Regions from separate parts of the Mus musculus genome. Here all the other regions are linked to region 2. A link is a contact called in public HiChIP or PLAC-seq data. All regions are on one chromosome and are shown on one strand. The core of a region is the stretch at or near the end of the contact, and the rest is flanking DNA. Distances in the headings are between cores, read along the strand shown.

Region 1 (3,072 bases), core at 303-2,802, 300 kb before region 2:
TCTAACGAAATGTTCCTCTCCCCTGCAGATAAAAAGATTTCTCTTTTCAAAAGAAAAAGGCTCACAACTTATTAAGAAGATCCAGTGTGAAAATAAGCATAAGGCTCGAGTTCAGCTTAGCCATCAAGATCAGATGAGAAATTGCCAAGCCTGTCAGCCAGAGCCATTGTGCCACTGGGGGAGCCTAACGGCTTCTGCTTGTCTCTTAAACACCCAAAGCTATGCAGTTCCTGAATGAGTCAGGCTCAGCCCCATCACAGCAGCCAGGTGCTGGGAAAATCCTTCCGATTTATCAGATCATGAAACTGGCGGCCGCTCCATACTCTTGACAAGCAAGGTGCCACAGATAAATTAGGAAATGCATGTGGAAACACAACCTGACATTCAAAAACAGCAAAACATGCCTGTCTGGTGGAACAGCAGAAGAAACCACCCTTCTTCAGCAGAGTAATGGTTTCTACCATCAGCTCAGCCCCCAGCAGGAACTCTCAAACTTGATTGCGAATCAGGAGCCCGGGGCACTTACTAAAACTCAGAGTGCTTAGCCCACCTCCATCTCTGAGTCCTCAGCTCTGTGGTATATTATGTATTTAAGCAAATTTCCAGGTGATGCCAATGCAGCTGCCAGAGGCCCACAGAGCAGAAATCTAAAGCTAAGTCATCCTTAGGAAGTTCTATAGAATGAAGTCAGAGTCAGGGGATTCTGACTCCACCTCTTGACCTTCCTCTGGACAGCACCCTCCTCCCAACAAGGCGCAGGGCTCTTCTTCACTGGTCTCCTAAGCTGGCATCAGGTGCACTTCCAGCACATCACATCTATCCTGGCCTCATCCTCCTGCCTGGTGCAGGCCCCAGGGTAATATGTGCTTTGTAGAGTGTGCTCCTCATACAATGCACTAACCATTGACACCCAGTCTTTGTGCAGGTTTTGAAAATCTCCCAGGAGTCTCTGCCTTTGCTTTTTGCATTAGCAAGATTTCAACTTGCTAGAGTCATGCTGTTGTAGCTTGTCAAAAGACCCTCACTCACACAAAGACCACAGAGACCACCATTGTTGCACAACGCATGAGGATTTTACCTATCCAACATGTTGGGGAACCCCTTCTCAGCACGCAGGCCGGAGGAGAGACCCAGAACAAAGAAAGAACACTTTTTATACCTTTGTAAGGGCCGGATATAGGCACCAGGGTAGTTTGGCTTATTTTAATTGGTGTAGCCAATAACCTTTTCAGACATTGGTTGGTTTGTATAGGGTGACTCTTACTTTGTCTGTCCTTCTGTCTTTAGTGTGAGGCGGGGTAGGGGAATTGTTAATCTTGTTTTAGAAGCTAAGTAATTTTGACCATTAAAACTATGTTTCTATGTTTATTTAGTCAGCCAGCTTTTTATCTGGCTCTGTGCTTGGCCTGCTACTACAGTTTGGAAAGTCCTTTGAAGGGGGAAGGTACTGGGTAGTCTTGAATTTATTTTGGTTATTACAGTGCTGTCGTCAGCGGTGCTTGCCAACTGCACACTGCTTCCTGTTGGGCATGCACTGCACTGTTCAGCACCTCCTTGAACTTATCCCTAGTAGATTCTATGCACAACTGGCTGAATCTTATCTCCCCGGGCTCCACCTTCTCCTCCCTCCTCCCTGATGACACTAGCCATCAGATATGGCTTCTTTCCACTCTGCTGAAATTCCTTGCAAATGCTTCCAGCTTGACTCTCTCTGAACTCTGGGAAAAATCAGTGCTTTCTTTTTACCAAGCAGGACACACACCAGTGCTGTTAGTTCTGTCCCTCTCACACCTGCTTCTGCCAATCATTCCCTTTTAACTATATCTGACCTTGTTTCCTTTGCTCCTTCAAACACACCCATGTGTACGAGTACACACGGGTGTACTCCCACCCAGACGTGTGTGCCTTTACTGAACATCTGTGCATGCTTTAATTCCTTCCTTTAAGCTGCCCGTGTCTCTTCTGCATTCACTCTTCTCAGTTCTGAGCTGAGCTATTGAGTCAGCAATCTGGAGACTCTCTGAGATCACGTGATTCGGAGACCTTGCAGACTTATGCCCAAGCCTTTTCAGCCCCGCAATCACACCCAAGCCTAGATCCACAGCTGCAATGCAGGGATGCCAGAACCTACTGTGGTGGCTAGGAAAACAAGTTCATTCTGAAGGGTCTGGAGTTCTCAATACTAACGCACCCCACACACTGCATAGACAAACCTGAGTCTCTGTCCATCTCTCTTCTGTACACTAGGGAACCATGTTGTCTTCTGAAAAGAATGCCGGACTTTTCTGGCCCAAAGCAGTGATTTTCACACAGTGGGGCCAGAAAAATATATGTCATTTTAAATAAAGGCCAGCCAGGGATAGCATTATAACTTCCTTTTGCTAAGAAGGGAATTCAGATGGTAAAATATTCTGAAGTGATTTTAGCCAGAAACACATTCTTTTAATAAGGTTTTTCTGGCATGAGGCAATTAATTTTTAAGCAAAACCAGCCTTAATGTAAGCAAGGGATATTTCAACCAAAGATGATGCTTCATGGGCTCCAACTTTTCTCCTCAACTTGTTCAGAAATAGCAGACAGGACTCACCTTTTTCACCCGGGTTGTCAAATCCTGGACGAAGAGTTTGCGCAGGTTATGAAGGGTCTGGAGTTCTCTAGACTGGAAGAGATTTTTGCACATGGTCAGTGGGGTGACGGACTGAACTGCTGCTGCGTTTGCTCGAGATGTCGTTACCCTCCCCCCTGCCCCGGTGATGCTGCAGCTGCCATTGATACTGTTGCTGCCGTGGTACCATCTGTGCCTTGCCCACTCTTCAGCTTGCACGGTGCAGAAACCGGGGAACTCTGACTACCAGCTGTAAGCCAGAACACAGCCAGCTCCTCTATTCTGCTCTCAATGGAGCCAGACAAACATTCCTAGGAAGTTACCTGCCAGAATAGGCTCTCCTTTTGGTTTGGTTTGGTTTACTCCCTATATAAATATTACACTTCATACCAGCGTGCAAAACCAAAGGTAGCCATGATTGATCTGCACTGGCTGGGACTTCCCATGATTCTTCACCCACCACTGCC
Region 2 (3,026 bases), core at 333-2,832:
AGCAGCCAATCAAATGCTTAAAGGCATTTCCTGCAATATTAATAGTCAAAAGAGAAAGCCAATCACAGAAACCTCCAGCTTTCTTTTGACAGTAACAGAAGCTAGGGAGCCAATCCACACACACCCGTGGTTGACAATAAGGCGGGACTGAAGGTTCATTGAAGAAATTCTTCAGGGTGCAGTTACTATGAACTCCGCACACAAGTAACAACACTCCAGAGTCGTAAACACTGTCAAATCGGAGGAAATTCAGTCTTGGGTATAACTTAACCCCCGGGAAGAAGGAAACAGCATTTTGTCCAAATTTTAACATCTGGTCAAAAACGCAACTGTCAATGCGGACGCTCTGAGCCCTCAAGTTGTAAACAGCCATCCCGCATGCAACTTCCCCGGACGCTCGCTGCACGGGAAGCGCGGGCCTGGAGGCCAGTTTCAAGCATTCGGGCTCCGTCCTAATTCCGCACAACCGAGGAGGGGCCAGCCCGGCAGGCGAAGCCGGCGTGCAGATCAGAGGACTCGCTAACGCAGAGTCCGGACCGGGGGTCGCTGCCCGGCCGCAGGGATGCATCGCCTACTCCCGCGGCACCTCTAGCGGGCAGCGCAAACCATCACCCATCACCCCACTAGCAGGAAGATGCATGTTTTGAAAGAGCTCTACTTTCCCGAGATCGTTTGTTTCAAAGGCAATTTCGTGCACGCACAAATTTTAAAACGCAACGAAAATAGCGCCTTAGCCCAAGGACCCTTTCTCGACCCATTAACCCCGCTCCCGGCGAGATGTCTACGAGGTAAACAGAGGCTGTACGCCAAGTGCGGGCCGGCGCATCCCTGCGCCATTCCCGGCCGCTGCTTACGGCAGGGCCCCCTTACGGCAGCGTAAGCGGCGCCGAGAGCTAATCACAACACTGGGACGCAACAACATGGCGGCCGCGGGCGGGCGCTGCGCCGGCCGACGGGTTTACGCTACTCCGCCGGCGTAGGGTCCGGAGCGCGCAGCGGCAGCGGCGCCCTCCAGCGAGCGTAGAAGCGCTCTGTGAATGGCGAGGCCCGGCTGACAAAGGGGAGGGGGGAGGAGGGAAGGGGGGGGTAATAAACACTCGAGTCCCTACCGATTCCTCCTCCTTCTCCATCCCGGTGGGCATCTGGGGCACGGCCCGGTTGATGGAGACGCAGTCGTTGAGATCAGGCATGTCCTTGCCGCGGTAGATGGGCAGCGGTTTGGCGGCGTCCAGCGCCCGCGCTCGGAAGGAGAGTTTACTCATTGTCTCCCCGCCTTACAGGAACAGCCCGGGCGGCGGCGGCGGGGCGGGCGGGGAGGGGGGGGGAGCACTCCCGCCGCCTCCTCCACCTCCTTCCTCAGTGCAGCGCGGCCGGCCCGCTCCTCCTCCTCCTCCGCAGTGCCCCCGGCCCCAGCATGGGCGCCCACCCCGCCCCAGAACAGCCCCCCGCCGCCCGCGGCCGCTTCCACACTCTAGATCCGCCGCTCGCCCGCCCGATCCGCTCCCTGCGCCATGGCCAACATGGCGGACATTACCACAGCGGCGGCGAGCGATCCCGGCAGCCCGCGCGAGAGCGCGCCCCCGCCTCGGGGACGCGCGTCGCCCTCTCCCTCCCTCCCTCCCTCCCTCCTTCCTTTCCCTCCCCTGCCTGCCCACCCACTCTCTCCGCGGCGAGGCGCGGCCAGCCCAGCCGGCGAGAGCGAGCCGAGTCCCGGTGGCCCTCCTCGGCGGGACGCTCGGCACGCAGGCGGGGCGGCAGGTGCCAGGTGCGCTCGGTCCCCGGCTCCGGAGCGGGCGCCTCGGTGCCTCCGCCGCCGACTCGCTCCGCGCGGGGCTCCCTCGGGAAGGCTCAGTGCCTAGGACCGCTCGCCTCGGGGGGACAGGAGGCCTCCGCCCCCGGGCCACCGGCCGCCCCTCGAGTCTGCACTTGGACAGCTCTGCTCGCCCCGGCGCCTGCTGGCTGGTTTCGCGCCTCGGGTTTGCGCATCCCCGGGGAGGTCCGACAAGTCCGCTGCGTCTGCCCACGCCGAGAGGCACAGCCCTGCTGCGTCTCGCGCCCTGAGAACTTGGGCAGTCCCTGTCCAGAGGAGCTCTCCAGAGTTAGGCACCGCCGAGAGGATGCTCGGGTAGACAGGAGGGTCAGTAGTTGGAGACTGCTACTTGAAATAGTTGCTGGACGCGGCAACAAGCGGACTTGCACCTGTCATCCAAACTTTCTTAGTTTGATGGTTGGCATTTCTTGAAATCTCTAACCAAAGTATGTGAAAACACTGGTTACAGTGACGACTCAAAAAGAGTTTAATAAAGTTCCGGACTCCAATTAGTTTGCGTGTTACTGTGTTACAACTAAACTGCTGGATAATTAGTAACAAGAGTCGTAACTACTTGAAAGGGCAGCTGCAAAGATGATGGGCCAAAAAAAAAAAAAAAAAAAAAGTAAATTCTTGAAGAAAATGATACAGACCACACAAAAGAGTGATGGAAAGTTAATTACCACATGACATCTATAGTCAGTTGCTGTGACAGGTCAAAGAAATTAGACATAGTTTTGGCCAGAAGTGGTTTGCAAAAGCTCTGCAAAAAGGAATCAAATTGACTCAATTAAATACTAGTCACTATTGATACAAACCTTTGTTGCAGTTTCTTAGTCTTTAAGCAGTACATGTTTCTAAGCAAATTGCCTCACTGTGCAACAGTTTTACCATTTTCTAATCATTGAAAAATACCCTACCTAGCTCATAAAAGGGTAGATGGTTTGCTAAAGTCCAACAATAAAAACGGGTTTCTTTGTCATGTCTTAATATAGCAAAACCATCTATCTCTCTTCATTGCCACCCATTATTTTTCTCTATTTTCTTCTCTCCCTGCTTTTTTTTCCCTCCCTCTCCCCCCCTCCCCCTTGTCTCCAGCTTTTCCTTTGAAAGCTGAATGGTGAATATTGACTTCCTGGTAACACAAAATAATCTAACCAGTCTGTCCGGGGACACTTTGGGATGTTATTCAGTGGCTTTGTTTTATGTCCACTTG
Region 3 (2,855 bases), core at 126-2,625, 340 kb before region 2:
TCTCTCTCTCTCTTTCCCTCCCACTCTTCGTCTTTACTCTATTCCCTTCAGTGGTAAGCCTGAAGATATGGTGCCTGCTCTAATGACCATTGCATACAAAAGAATATGTCAACCTAGTGGGGAAAGTGCCCCTGAGGAGAGAACTTGTCCTGAGAGCTCATAGGAGTGATAAGATCTAGCTACACTGGAAACTGCAACCCTCAGACTTTTCCTTTGGAGGACTCAGCCAATTCCTACGTTGCATAAGACAACTTTCAAGTCACCAAACCCTAAACCCTAAGAAAAGAATTCTAACAGTTCACAATGGCAGAAGCAGGCTAATTGCCCCCTGCTAGAAGGAGGATACTGCACTGACCAGTCTTGAGCTTAGCAGCTGGGAACAGCCCCGCCAAATCCACACCCCCCCCCCCTTGCTACTATAGTCAGCTTGTCAGAAGGCTGCCACGACCCTCCCAGACACACAGACACTACCACTCCCACACACACACACACACACACACACACACCTCACTCCCTCCCCGATGTCTTCTATTCCGATGCCCGGGACCTCTGGAGAGAATACTTTAACACCTAGGGACTACACCGGGAGGAAAAACCCTCAAGCATCGTGCTAGGTACCTCATGGGCATCAAATAATTTAAGGGCATCTGATGATTATAACACCTATATTATCTTTTAGGTAACAGGCTCAGAGAAGTTAAGGAGCTTGCTCAAGGTCACAGAGCTAGTAATTTAAACACCATAATGGACCACTCTTCCCACTCCATCACTCTGATGACCAGGCACCAGACACGGGGAGGAGAGCAGCACCTTTCACCCCACAACACCCTCGGGCACACAGACCAGCGCGGACTTACTACGTATGCCCCCCTAGAGTACCCAGCCGACCCCGCTTCACCGAAGCCTACGTAACTAAACTAACCAATGTGCTGGTTAGTGATTTAACAACAAAGTCAAAAGCCAGGAAGGGGAGACTGGCGGCCCCCGCGGGCTGAGCTCAAGCGCCGCAGAGGGAAGGGCGGGAGCTGGCTCGCACTTGGCGGTGCGGTGGGGCCCCAGCCTTAGCCGTGGCCTCCAGCCCCGGAGTCACCGGGAGACCACGCAGCTCCCCGAGGCGCCCGCTCGGTCCCCCATCCAGATGTGGGCAGCTGCGCTCCCCTGCGGTTCGGAGAGTCCCCATGCTCCGCGGGGCGTTTCGCAGTGCTCGCCGCAGCCGCGCGCCCCTCCCAGCCCCTGCTCTGCGGGATCTGCACGCGGCCGCCCCGCAGAGCTCGCCCGGCTCACCTGCGCGGACGCCGGCCGGCTCCCGGCGCCTCGCTCGGCTCCCGGCCTGGGCTCCAGACACCCGCTCCGGGCTGGCGATGGCTGTGGCCGCGCGGGGCGGGGCGCGGATCCTCCCCGCCCCGAGCCACCTGGGTCGTCCCGGAGAGGCGGGCCGACAGGTGAGCGCCGCACGCCGGGGAGCCGCCCGGGTGCCCGCTTGGGGACGCCGCCTGGGTCCTGCGCCCGGTGGCACCAAGCCCAGTGAACGCGAGTAGGTCGTTTAATGCACCCGTGCAAAGAGGAGCTGTTCCCACCTAGCCTGGCCGGCTGGGAAAAGAGCGCGGACCCCGCGCGGAGCAGCTAGAGGGACACCGCAGCCCTCACAGAGTGAGGTGGAGTCACTCTGGGGTGAAAACGATGAGGCAAAGAGTGCTACTGACTTGAGAAACAGAACTCGGCCTTTTAGACCGTTCCGTCGTACCCCTTCCTTGCTTCACCTACCCCTCAAGCGATGACTTTCCTTATTTTAGTAAGATAATTTCCCATTGCTATGTCCTCCGCAACTTTGGATTGTAAATCCAACCTAGTTCCACTGCAGATAAATCCCGAAAGCCTTGTACAAAGGCAGGGCAGCTCAGGGCTCTGTGAATAGCAAAAGAATGCCAAAGTATGGTCCCCAGGTCAAACTGGCTCTAGTGTTACTCTGTGTTGTCACTTGAAAGCAAGCTTCCTAGATTTCAAGTCACTCTCCCCACCCCCCACCCCCCACCCCACCCCAGACAGGGTTTCTCTGTGTAGCCCTGGCTGTCCTGGAACTCACTTTGTAGACCAGGCTGGCCTCGAACTCAGAAATCCATCAGACTCTACTTCCCAAGTGCTGGAATTAAAGGCGTGCGCCACCACCGCGGCTCAAGTCACTCTTTTTATCACTTTTCTTCCAAACACTTCCAAGGAGACAGCTGGATTGTAGACCCACACTCTCAGAACGCCCCGTGTAAATGGTCAGGCAGATCTCTAACTTAGAAAGAGGTCACTCAGAGAGAAATTCACAGAATAGGATGGCTTGTCTGTCAGGCTTGCACCAGTGGGAACCAACCCAGAGTTAGGACAACTGACCCAGGGTGCGGCAAAGTTGACTCTGAGGCCCAGGCCTGTCTCCAAAGAGAGCATGGTGGCCTGGAGGCTTGAGGTGCTTAGCGGGATGCAGATCTCCCATAGAGACTAGGCACAGGGTGACTACTCTAGAGACTTCTAATCATGGGCTTTGCAGGTCAAGGGACACCCAAGCCACAGACTCTAAAAGAGGAGAATTTAAAAAGTTTTCCACTTAACAGACAGATGATCTTAGCACATATGCAAGGGGTATTGTGGTGTAGCTAGTTCCCCACTGGTTCCATTTATGGACTCACAGAGAAAACCAACCCAAATCTGCTACAGAAAACAATGCTCATCTTCCAAGACCTACAGAGCCCGTCATTCCAATAACACCTTCAGGGCCCTGCCATGACTGCCTACTAAACCTGCAAGGCAAAGGCTGAAGGCTCTCTGCCAAGGTGATATCAGGGACAAGTGAACTCCTCCATCCCTCCCCC

What was found. HiChIP or PLAC-seq counts read pairs in DNA pulled down with a chosen protein or histone mark.
Region 1: a contact with region 2 is called in an H3K4me3 HiChIP or PLAC-seq map of bone marrow-derived macrophages, with 7 times the contacts expected there. The contact joins the enhancer-like site here to the promoter of Epc2 in region 2. A contact is called at or near these places in 6 of 39 promoter capture datasets (the 3T3-L1 cell line, the C10 cell line, embryonic stem cells and 1 more), 7 of 484 Hi-C or Micro-C datasets (double positive thymocytes, embryonic fibroblasts, muscle stem cells and 2 more), 22 of 115 datasets of contacts at active chromatin or transcription factors (the 230-238 cell line, PVALB interneurons, SST interneurons and 18 more) and 3 of 9 other capture datasets (adipose tissue, liver and pancreatic islet).
Region 3: an H3K4me3 HiChIP or PLAC-seq map of bone marrow-derived macrophages shows a contact between it and region 2, with 4 times the contacts expected there. The contact joins the promoter of Lypd6b here to the promoter of Epc2 in region 2. A contact is called at or near these places in 4 of 115 datasets of contacts at active chromatin or transcription factors (the 230-238 cell line, bone marrow-derived macrophages, embryonic stem cells and 1 more).

What each region holds. Positions count from the first base shown.
Region 1 is chr2:49,748,886-49,751,957 of GRCm38.p6, reverse strand. Kif5c (kinesin family member 5C) reads right to left here. Exons shown (of 26, transcript NM_008449.3): 22 at 2,588-2,659. Among named protein-coding and RNA genes, the nearest start is that of Gm46738, 3.2 kb to the right of the region's middle. Within about 2 kb of position 1,552, at least 26 of the 459 cell types and tissues checked have an H3K27ac peak or open chromatin away from gene starts, as enhancers often do. A contact at or near this core is called in PVALB interneurons, SST interneurons, adipose tissue and 2 more, where this site is marked.
Region 2 is chr2:49,450,042-49,453,067 of GRCm38.p6, reverse strand. It overlaps Epc2 (enhancer of polycomb homolog 2), which reads right to left and starts at 1,582. Exons shown (of 14, transcript NM_172663.4): 1 at 1,110-1,582. The coding sequence starts at 1,262.
Region 3 is chr2:49,786,203-49,789,057 of GRCm38.p6, reverse strand. It overlaps Lypd6b (LY6/PLAUR domain containing 6B), which reads right to left and starts at 1,375. Exons shown (of 7, transcript NM_001379382.1): 1 at 1,285-1,375.